Regions from separate parts of the Mus musculus genome. Here regions 2 and 3 are each linked to region 1. Evidence: chromatin contacts called from public Hi-C and HiChIP or PLAC-seq data. All regions are on one chromosome and are shown on one strand. Each heading gives the region's core, a stretch centred on a gene start, on an enhancer-like site or on the middle of the called end of the contact. The rest is flanking DNA. Distances are from core to core; before and after follow the strand shown. Region 1 has its middle 18 kb from the start of Gm34741. Region 2 has its middle 26 kb from the start of Gm34805. Region 3 has its middle 52 kb from the start of 9130015L21Rik.

What was found. A called contact is a pair of places that touch in the nucleus more often than the background predicts. HiChIP or PLAC-seq counts read pairs in DNA pulled down with a chosen protein or histone mark.
Region 2: a contact with region 1 is called in an H3K27ac HiChIP or PLAC-seq map of microglia, with 2.7 times the contacts expected there. The contact joins two enhancer-like sites. A contact is called at or near these places in 4 of 484 Hi-C or Micro-C datasets (the HPC-7 cell line, bone marrow-derived macrophages, liver and 1 more) and 1 of 115 datasets of contacts at active chromatin or transcription factors (microglia).
Region 3: a contact with region 1 is called in a Hi-C map of bone marrow-derived macrophages, with 3 times the contacts expected there. The contact joins two enhancer-like sites. A contact is called at or near these places in 1 of 15 datasets of contacts at CTCF or cohesin (the NIH/3T3 cell line), 10 of 484 Hi-C or Micro-C datasets (bone marrow-derived macrophages, embryonic stem cells, epidermal suprabasal cells and 4 more), 3 of 115 datasets of contacts at active chromatin or transcription factors (heart atrium, microglia and neural progenitor cells) and 1 of 9 other capture datasets (bone marrow-derived macrophages).

What each region holds. Positions count from the first base shown.
Region 1 is chr2:160,150,394-160,153,442 of GRCm38.p6, forward strand. No RefSeq gene overlaps it. Among named protein-coding and RNA genes, the nearest start is that of Gm34741, 18 kb to the right of the region's middle. Within about 2 kb of position 1,633, at least 18 of the 459 cell types and tissues checked have an H3K27ac peak or open chromatin away from gene starts, as enhancers often do. A contact at or near this core is called in bone marrow-derived macrophages and microglia, where this site is marked.
Region 2 is chr2:160,274,890-160,277,938 of GRCm38.p6, forward strand. It overlaps Gm46773. Among named protein-coding and RNA genes, the nearest start is that of Gm34805, 26 kb to the left of the region's middle. Within about 2 kb of position 1,577, at least 19 of the 459 cell types and tissues checked have an H3K27ac peak or open chromatin away from gene starts, as enhancers often do. A contact at or near this core is called in bone marrow-derived macrophages and microglia, where this site is marked.
Region 3 is chr2:160,067,520-160,070,568 of GRCm38.p6, forward strand. No RefSeq gene overlaps it. Among named protein-coding and RNA genes, the nearest start is that of 9130015L21Rik, 52 kb to the left of the region's middle. Within about 2 kb of position 1,437, at least 41 of the 459 cell types and tissues checked have an H3K27ac peak or open chromatin away from gene starts, as enhancers often do. A contact at or near this core is called in bone marrow-derived macrophages and microglia, where this site is marked.

The sequences.
Region 1 (3,049 bases), core at 383-2,882:
CACTAAGATCACTGAAGCCTGAGGAAAAAGACAGCTGATTGCTTGTTGGAGCAGGTTTTTATTCTACAGCTTGGACTGCTCTATCTATTAGGAGGAGGAGGGGGAGAAGGAGGAAGAGGAGGAGGAGGAGGAAGAAAAGGAGGAAGAGGAGGAGGAAGAGGAGGAAGGAGAAGGAGAAGGAGAAGGAGAAGGAGGAGGAGGAGAAGGAGAAGGAGAAGGAGAAGGAGAAGGAGAAGGAGAAGGAGAAGGAGAAGGAGAAGGAGAAGGAGAAGGAGAAGGAGAAGGAGAAGGAGAAGGAGAAGGAGAAGAAGAAGAAGAAGAAGAAGAAGAAGAAGAAGAAGAAGAAGAAGAAGAAGAAGAAGAAGAAGAAGAAGAAGAAAAGAAGAAGAAGAAGAAGAAGAAGAAGAAGAAGAAGAAGAAGAAGAAGAAGAAGAAGAAAAGAAGAAGAAGAAGAAGAAGAAGAAGAAGAAGAAGAAGAAGAAGAAGAAGAAGAAGAAGAAGAAGAAGAAGAAGAAGAAGAAGAAGAAGAAGAAGAAGAAGAAGAAGAAGAAGAAGAAGAAGAAGAAGAAGAAGAAGAAGAAGAAGAAACCAGAGCTAGGAAAGGACATTTCTTCAATGACACATTTGCTTATGCCTCTATGTGGAAAAAAAAGAGGTGAGATGAATTGGAAGGAATATATTACCCCACAGAACAAGTCCTAGGGTAGAATTGAGTCTGAATTTTCCTGAACCAACAACACAGTATCCATTGGTTTCTGCTGCAGAAGCAGACAGGTGCTCTCTCCCAGAAGTTTCATAAAGAGCCCTGAAAAAAAAAATCAAAGCCAACCAGTTCCCTCCATGCCTTTGAAGCCCAAGTCAGGCCAAGCTACCTACACAGCCCTGGCCTGGCCTGTTGGAGCCTGTTCTCTTTGTGCATACTCCCTCTAGAGCCTAAAGAGGCTATTGTATTTAATTATTTATGTGGACAACATGTGACATAGATTCAACTGAAAAAAAATTGTAAGCATCTCCTTCTTGCCTCCAGAACATCCTGAGAGCAATAAACTTCAGTTTCCCTCTAAGGGATCCATACATAGGGCTGTAGGACTAAGTAAACCTGTGCTTCTTTTATACAAATAAGACTTATGCCCTTCATACATCATTCTAGATCTTTTTCTGTCTGCTTCAGCTTAAGAACTTTGCCCTAAGATTGGGAATGTCTATAACATCTGTCAAAGCATCTTTCCACATAGGCTAAATGTACATCTCTAGCTAGACCTTCACAGAGCTACCACTGGGACATTTCCAAAACTGCCCTGCTAAAACCAGTTTGTGATTGCGATGCTGTACAGTGACCGCCACACGCGTGTAAAGGGTGCCTGTCCGAGCAAGTCCTGGAGGAGTATTTCACGCTGCACTCAGAACCTGCATTCTAAAACATTTTTTAAGCTGTGAAATTGCCTGCACGAAGCTTGTAGGAATGGATCCCCCACCCAGGAGTCAGGCCCTGTTTGCCTTGACAGTGTTATCAAGCCTCTTACCTTTGTAACAATAAACATACGAATGTCATGAAAGATCTGGTGACTTGATAGAAGGGTGTGTGTGTGTGTGTGTGTGTGTGTGTGTGTGTAAACCACTGAGTCATGCATCTAATTTTAGCATACTTAAAATCCTTCAGTGCATGCATGCTATAGCTCAGGAACCCTGAAAACAAAACAATATGAAAAGAAAGCATGAAGCTAAGATTAAGGGGTGCTAGGATCTCCTTCTTATAGTGGTCTTGAAATGCTCTGTTGAAATCTAAAGGCAGAATGGAGCTCCCACGCAGGAGCCAAACACGTGGAGAAGGGCCTTCAGACACAAGGAAGAACAGTCTAAGGACAGGGAAGAACTCTGGCTTACTTGGGGAAGTGAAAACAGCAAGCTATGGGGACTGCCTCAGAGGAGTTGGGAAGGTTATCAGAGGCCAGATCAAACAGAGCCTATTGGGCAAGAGGCTTGAGTTATTTTTCTCATTGAAATGGGAAGCCATTGAAGGACCGAGCACATGAGAGGCATGATACATTATACTTGCTTTCTTTTGTCACACAGCTGCTATATGGAAGTTAATTTTAGGGGCCAAGAATGGAAGCTTGAAGGCAAGGTAGAAGATTGTTCCATTTTTAAATACAGCCATGGGTCCCGAGTGATAATAAAAAAAAAAAAATGGTTAGCTATTGACTTCCTGCTTCAGCCAAGTGAGCCAAATAGGTAGTGCCAAGCACCAGTGTGGTAATCCTTGGTAGGTCTAAGCTGAGGTTATGGTCTTCTCTTAATCATATTAAGTTGTAGATGTCTAAGAAGTGGGAAACATCAAACTGGAACCAGCCCGGAAAGAATAGTTAGTGAGCTGTGAAATGCCTGTCTCCAAGCATTTGCCCATGAGCCCAAACCACATCACTCAGGCACAAGCATTTATGGGTATTGTCTTTGTGCAGCTATGGAGTGAGAAGCTCTCTGTTTCATGGCTAAAGTCTTCTCCCCAGCGTGACTGCAAGCTCTTCAAAGGAAGAGATTAACTAACAAGCCTCCAAAACCAGAGCTCCCCAAAGGGGTACGCAGATAAATTGATGGCTCTGGTCAGACTTTGCTCATCAGTTATATGATCTCAGAGTAGAGTCCAGTGCGAGCAACCTGGGCCCAGCCATTGGCAAGGGGAGAGGAGAAAGTCCAACTAACTGCTCACTTTGTTGGGGGGTCATAGGAACAGAGCCACAACTTCCAACATGTAGATAGCCAAATGCAGAAGGGGACATTGTTGATGGTGGCAGATCTTATGTTACCTTCACCAAATGATTGGTCTCATACAGCTCCTTCTTTGTCAAACCTCCACTGCCACCTCATAACACCAGGCCCACAACTTCACCATCCAACTCTTTGCCTAAAAGGGCCAGTTCACATTCACAAGGAAAGCACACGGGGATGCCAAGACATATCAATGCTCAGGGGAATAAAATGGAATGTTCTTTTCCACTTGTGAAATAGTTTTTTGAAGATTAATAGTATCCAATGTTTAAATTAGAAAAGA
Region 2 (3,049 bases), core at 327-2,826, 120 kb after region 1:
CATCCACTACTACCTCCCTATCTGTCTCCTATAGCATCCAGTAGGCCTCCAATATATATGTTCTTCCTTGACAGCCTTCCTTGAGTCCTAATTCTCTACCAAGTATTTAAACCTGCTGGTCTCTGTCTGGAGCATTGTGTCACAAAAAGCCACTACCCACCTTCTGTTCATTCCCCCATAGCCCTACATCTCTGTCCCTTCCACAGGAACATGCTCCCTGATCATCCAGTCTAGATAAAGTCCTCCAAAACCCTGTTTTCTTTCCAAACGTTTACATCAGTTTACAATTGTGAATTCACTGATGTGACCATATGACTACTCTTTTTAAACTACAACCCCCCAAAGAGCACAGCATGCCTCTTTCTGTGCAATCTTGCAAGCCCAGGCCCTGGTGCAGAGCAGCTCATAGCATTAAATGGAAAGATGAGTCAATGAATCAATGAATCAATGAATCAATGAATGAGGATCAGTTCATATATGGGCGTTGGCTGAGGTCCCTTATTTAGCAATCAAGAGAGACGGGAGAACTGGATGAGCTAGGAATGAACAGTGGAGGGAAGAGTTGTTGAAAGATTAAGAACCCTATGCTGAGACATCCCATTGTCTCTCTGCAACTGGCAAGGCCCCGTTGTCATCGGCTTATTTCTGCACCAAGGAAGGATATAAATTATGCCTATTCCCTTTCAGACCAATGGCACAACACATTCACCTTCTCACTTTGGGAATCTTAGATAGTTCTCTAGATTCCTCAGAAATTGGGAGAGTGCATCAAGGAGACAGAAAGAAGGATGTGTTTGTTACAGTCACTTCTCCAAGGAAGAAACCAGAGAACAGAAGCAAGTATACATGTATATGTATGTGTGTGTGTGTGCACAAAGGGGTAGACAGAGACAGAGACAGAGAAAGCAAAGAGAGATATAGAGATAGAGATGGCAGGACATTGAGACAAATAAGGAGGACAGAAAGAGATAAGGACACACTCTAAAAAATAAACAACCCCAATCGGATACCTAGATCTTGAATGACATCGCCACCAGTGACATAGTTAGATTTCTTTCATGTTCTGGGAATTCTGCTTGCTGTTGGGAACACCACATTTGTTTCTTGGGGTCCAGAGCCTTGATACAGTGTGGTGTATGCTGAGACTCTGAGTGGACACTCACTCTCAGTTACAGTCCATGCTGAGAGGGAAGTACAGGAGCCAAAGCAACAGAGAGAAGGGCACCTGACCTGGCCTGGAAGTCAGCAGAGACTTGTGAGAGGAACTGAGAGCAAAGCTGCTTCACGATGACCCCTCCACACCTCAACTTCCTCATACTTGACTAGAGCCCATGAGTCCCACCGCCCAGAAGAATGGTGTTAGCATGCCCTTAGTGAGCGATTACTTTGTGCCAGCTGCTAACTGAAGCATTTGAACGCTATCTCATGAATCCTATATCACAAATCTAGAAAGTATATATAAATACCTCTCTATTACAAAAGCGTAAACTGACCTTTAAGGAAGTCAGGACAGTGCTGTCACTATGACCTGTCTTTCTGACATCACCCTGAGAGGCAGGGTGCTCTGTCCCCTCTATACTTTGACCATGAAAGTCTTTCAGCTCAAAATAAACCATCAACAGATTTCAGTTCCTTTTCTGCCCTCCCCTCACCCTCCACTTTCCTCCATAAAGGAATAAAACCATAAGAGATCCCAGAATCTTCTGACTTTTCATTTATTTCTCTGGATTTTGTGGGGACAATTTTCCTAAATAACTCTAGTCTACAGAAGGGTCCAGAAGGGAGATCAAGTTGTGGAGGACTTTTCCAACTTCCAGAACAATAAACCGAATTCCTGAGTCCATCTACATCCTTGATCCCTACTCAGGGGAGGTGCCAAGGAAGGGAATACCAGCTCTGCACTAACAGAATGTAAGCATCCACTCAGAGACTCAGCATACACCACACTGTAGCAAGGCTCTGGAACCCTAGAATCAAGTGCGGAATTCCCAGGACACCAGCACATGAAAGAAAATTAACCACGTCCCTGGTGGCAATGTCATTCAAAACTATTTGATCTAGGTGTCTGAATGGGGTTATTTCTTTTTAAGAGTGTGTCCCTATCTCTCCGTCCCCATTATCTGTCCCTGTGTCCTGTCTGTCTGTCTCTGTATCTATCTGTGCTCTGTGCTCTCTCTCTCTCTCTCTCTCTCTCTCTCTCTCTCTCTCTCTCTCTCTCTCTCTCTCTCTGTGTGTGTGTGTGTGTGTGTGTGTGTGTGTGTGTGTGTGTGTGTGTGTGTGTGTGTTCTAAGGAATTCAGAGAACTATCTAAGATTCCCAAAGGAAGAAGGTGTTTGTGTTGTGCCATTGGTCTGGAAGAGAATAGGAGTCATTTATATACTTCCTAGGTACAGAAAGCACCTGGGGCTAGAGGCAACTGAGTTTAGAGACCAGCTGCCAAGGTCTCCCAATGATGCTTTCCAAAAGTCAGTTCAACTCCCAAGATGCTCGCAGCCTGACCTCACCCTGCAGCCTCCGAGGCTTGTGTTGAGAGCTACAGAGCCCCAGCCAGGGCCCGCCAGCCCCTCCTGAGGACTGGCTCCACCTCACCTCTTCAATGCATCACCTATCAGCCCAGCCCTGACTCCCCTCTGACCCATGCTAGGCTCTTATACTGTATTTCAAGGTTTAGTCTCACGAAAGATGCATTTACTCAGCCCTCTGATTTACTCATTCACGCATTATTGAGGCACCAAACTGCTCTTCCCTTCAAAGAGCAAAATTGGGGGGCGGGCATGATGCTAAAGTCACTGGGACAGGGTCCTGCTTTCCCAGCTCAGCTCATCTGAGGGTGACTGTCATGACCAGCCCCAATTCAATACAATGACACCCAGAGACTCTGCCCCAAATGAGTAGGACCTAAGCTTGCTGTTCACTTGCTATGGTAGCAGGATTTAGTAGATACTTGGGTCCTGGGAGTCCTGAGACCCTCAGATTTCTCTGAGATGCAGTTCCTAAGCCATATTCTTTATCCTGGGCTCAGCTGACTTTTCAGCTTCCATAAACCAAC
Region 3 (3,049 bases), core at 187-2,686, 83 kb before region 1:
GGAAGAAGACAACCAGAAGCTGGGCATCTGTAAAAACTAAGGCACAGCCTTCTTCAGACAAGGTAACCATGCTAAGTAAGCGGCCAAGGTTCAAAGAACTGATAAGTGATTGCCTATATGGTGAGTTAACATACTTAAGTACTCTCACACACAAATAACGTAATATTCCACAGACAAAGATGTAAATAAGGTTGATGTCTGAGAAAGTTTGTGGTCCTAAGAAGCAAATTCCAAATTAGCTTTAAGACTGAGAAAAGAAACGGTAACTATGAAGTCCAGGAGTGACCATAGAACTGATAAGATTAAAAGTATTCTCAATGAGGAAAGAAGAGGCAGTCCGAGTGGTCCCCAGCTAGCAAAGCCCTATGACAGGTACAGTCACATAGAGAATGGGATGCTCTTGTCCCTTTAATTGATGTCCTAGTCCTGGAAGCCGCCTCCACCCAAGTTCAGCAAAAGCACACGGCTGAGTTTTCCTTGTGGTTGCTTTGGTTTGGCATGTCAGTTAATTTTGTTTGGTGGAAAAAAAAAACACGAAGTGGCTGGTTCTGACGTCGAAATCTGTGCGGTTCAAAACAATGATCGCATGGTAGGGAGCAGGCGGCTGTGAGTCAGAGAGATTATGGAAATGCAGCAAGATGTTGTGAAGGAACACGGAACTGGGGACACTTGAGGGCACCTATCCCAATCTCAGCAGCCTGTGCTCCTCAACATTTGAGTCACACAAGGCAAACATCAAAAAAAAAATGTAAATAAATTATTTCAAAAAGCTCTTTGAAGTAGTAATTAGCATCATTTGAAAAAAATCTGCTCAATTTTACCTTTTGATTTTCAAGTAGCCTTTTAGCTTTGTGCATGTAACTAGTGCCTCCCCAATACCTTTATTATACATAGAAAATTCTTTCTATGTTATGTTGTCCTCATTTTCATCGTGATGGGGTTTCTGCAACAGCATTTGGTAGAAGCCGTGAAGGAACACTTCTGTCCTAAGTCGGAAGTGTTGGTGTCTGTCCTTAAGTCCCGTGAAAATGGAAACAAATACTAATGAAGAGTTCACAGTTGAAGATGAAGAGAATAAACGGAGCCTGGCACCTGAGAAGAGAGCAAAGTTCTGCCATCACAGTATGTGGTGCTGACGTCGCATCTCCTGAGCTCCACGGATATGAGAATTCTACTCATCCCATTTTTTCTTCTCTATGTTCCCAAGAATCTGGAGACGTGGCTGGCAAAGCACACAGGTATTGTCTAGAACTCTGTGGATGAAGTTGCACCATTCATAGCGATGAAGATTCCATCAAAAGGCAGAGCAGATTCTCCAAGTCACAGAATCCCAGGGCCAAACTAAGGATTCAACTGAATTTGACTGCACAGTTCCCTGATCTTCAGAAGGCACTGATCTTTCTTCCTCCTTAGAGAGCTGGGCTTCCTGTTTCCTTGGTCCCGACTTGCTGCCTGCAGTGATAGAATCCTCAGCCCGTTGCAACACTTAAAGCAGTGGTTTCCCACAGTGAGGAGAGGTATGATTGCACTTGGAGTTAGATAAATGTGTAGGACGTGGATGTCTGCTCATTTAACTTGTGCCTATTGCATGACTAATCCCTCTTGGGAGCACCACTTTGGTGGTCAATTCAGACCTCTATAGATGCCTTTTACCTTAGGTTGTATGTTCTTTGACATGCATGAAAGAGCTAAAATTTCCTGAGAAATTGTGATACCCTAGAAACCTTTAACAACTGACAGTCAGGTAAAGTTCAGGCACTTACCTGCACTGAGCCAGGACACCTGTGTGCTTCTGTCTCCATCCCATTTCACCAGGCCTTACACTCAGGAGCAGTTGGCCAACACAAGATGGACTCCATGGGTTTCTTTTACTGATACGGTTGGAGGTAGAGGTGGTTTAGTAGGTTGCTTTTTCTGCTTCTTTTGGGTTTTTTTTTTTAGTTTGTTTTGTTTGTTTATTTGTTTGTTCAGGGACTGTGTGTGTGTGTGTGTGTGTGTGTGTGTGTGTGTGTGTGTATCTTTTAATGAATTAAAAACAGACTCTTCTCCCCAAAGGATACATTCCAACTACAGTTCCCCTCCCTCTACTCCTCTCAGCTCTGCCTCCTACCTCCCCTTGCCCCCAGATCTACTCCTCGTCCATTTCCCTTCAGAAAGAACCAAGCCATCAAGAGAGACCAATCAAACACAACAATTGTTAGTTCATGTAAAGAGAAAGAGAGAGAACATGATGTTGGGGTGGACAGGGAAGAGAGAGCCTATGAGAAGGATTGGGGAAGGGAAAAGAATATAATTAAAATGTGTTGTATAAAATATTTTAGTTAACATGATTCTTAAAAAATAGATTGATATGAATTTACCCTCTGCCAGACCTTGCCTGCACCCTTTCTTTGCTTGGCTTTCCCCCCACTTTCTTGTCCTTCTCCATTTCCCTTCACTGGTTTACTGCAAATGATTTCATAGTTAAAGGTCTGATTCTGTGCAGTTTAACTCAAATAATATTTCCTTTGTTATTTATTCCCTACCCTACCCTACCTACCCAGACCTGGTCATATAAAGAACTAGATACAAGCACCCCAAACACAAAGGGCTAATCAATACATCTTAGGCTTTTATTCAAAGGAGGCTTTTTTCTACATCCAAAAACAACATAGATTTTGAGTTTGCTGTTATTGAAATAATTGGAGACCAGGGAGATCTGCCATTCTCTTCAAGAAAGGTCAAAGTTACCTTTGGGGATCATGCAGAACCGAAGCCATCTTGAAAAGCATCATAAGAAGTTCCCCCTCTATCTGGCCAACATAAAACCAGACCCATATTCCCATCCTCACTAACATTAGACCCTCTGTTTCCTTATGCCCTTTGTAGAAGAAATGTATAAAGATGACGTTTATCTGAAAATTTTTCCTTTAAAAAAAAAACACTTTTCAAAGAAGATTTTAGACGAGAGAAGAAAATGTATTTCTTCATAGGGAACTGCATGACTGACTCTGTGACACATCTCCCTGTTGTGAAATCCAAGCAACTGTCATAAAACATCTAGAAAAAA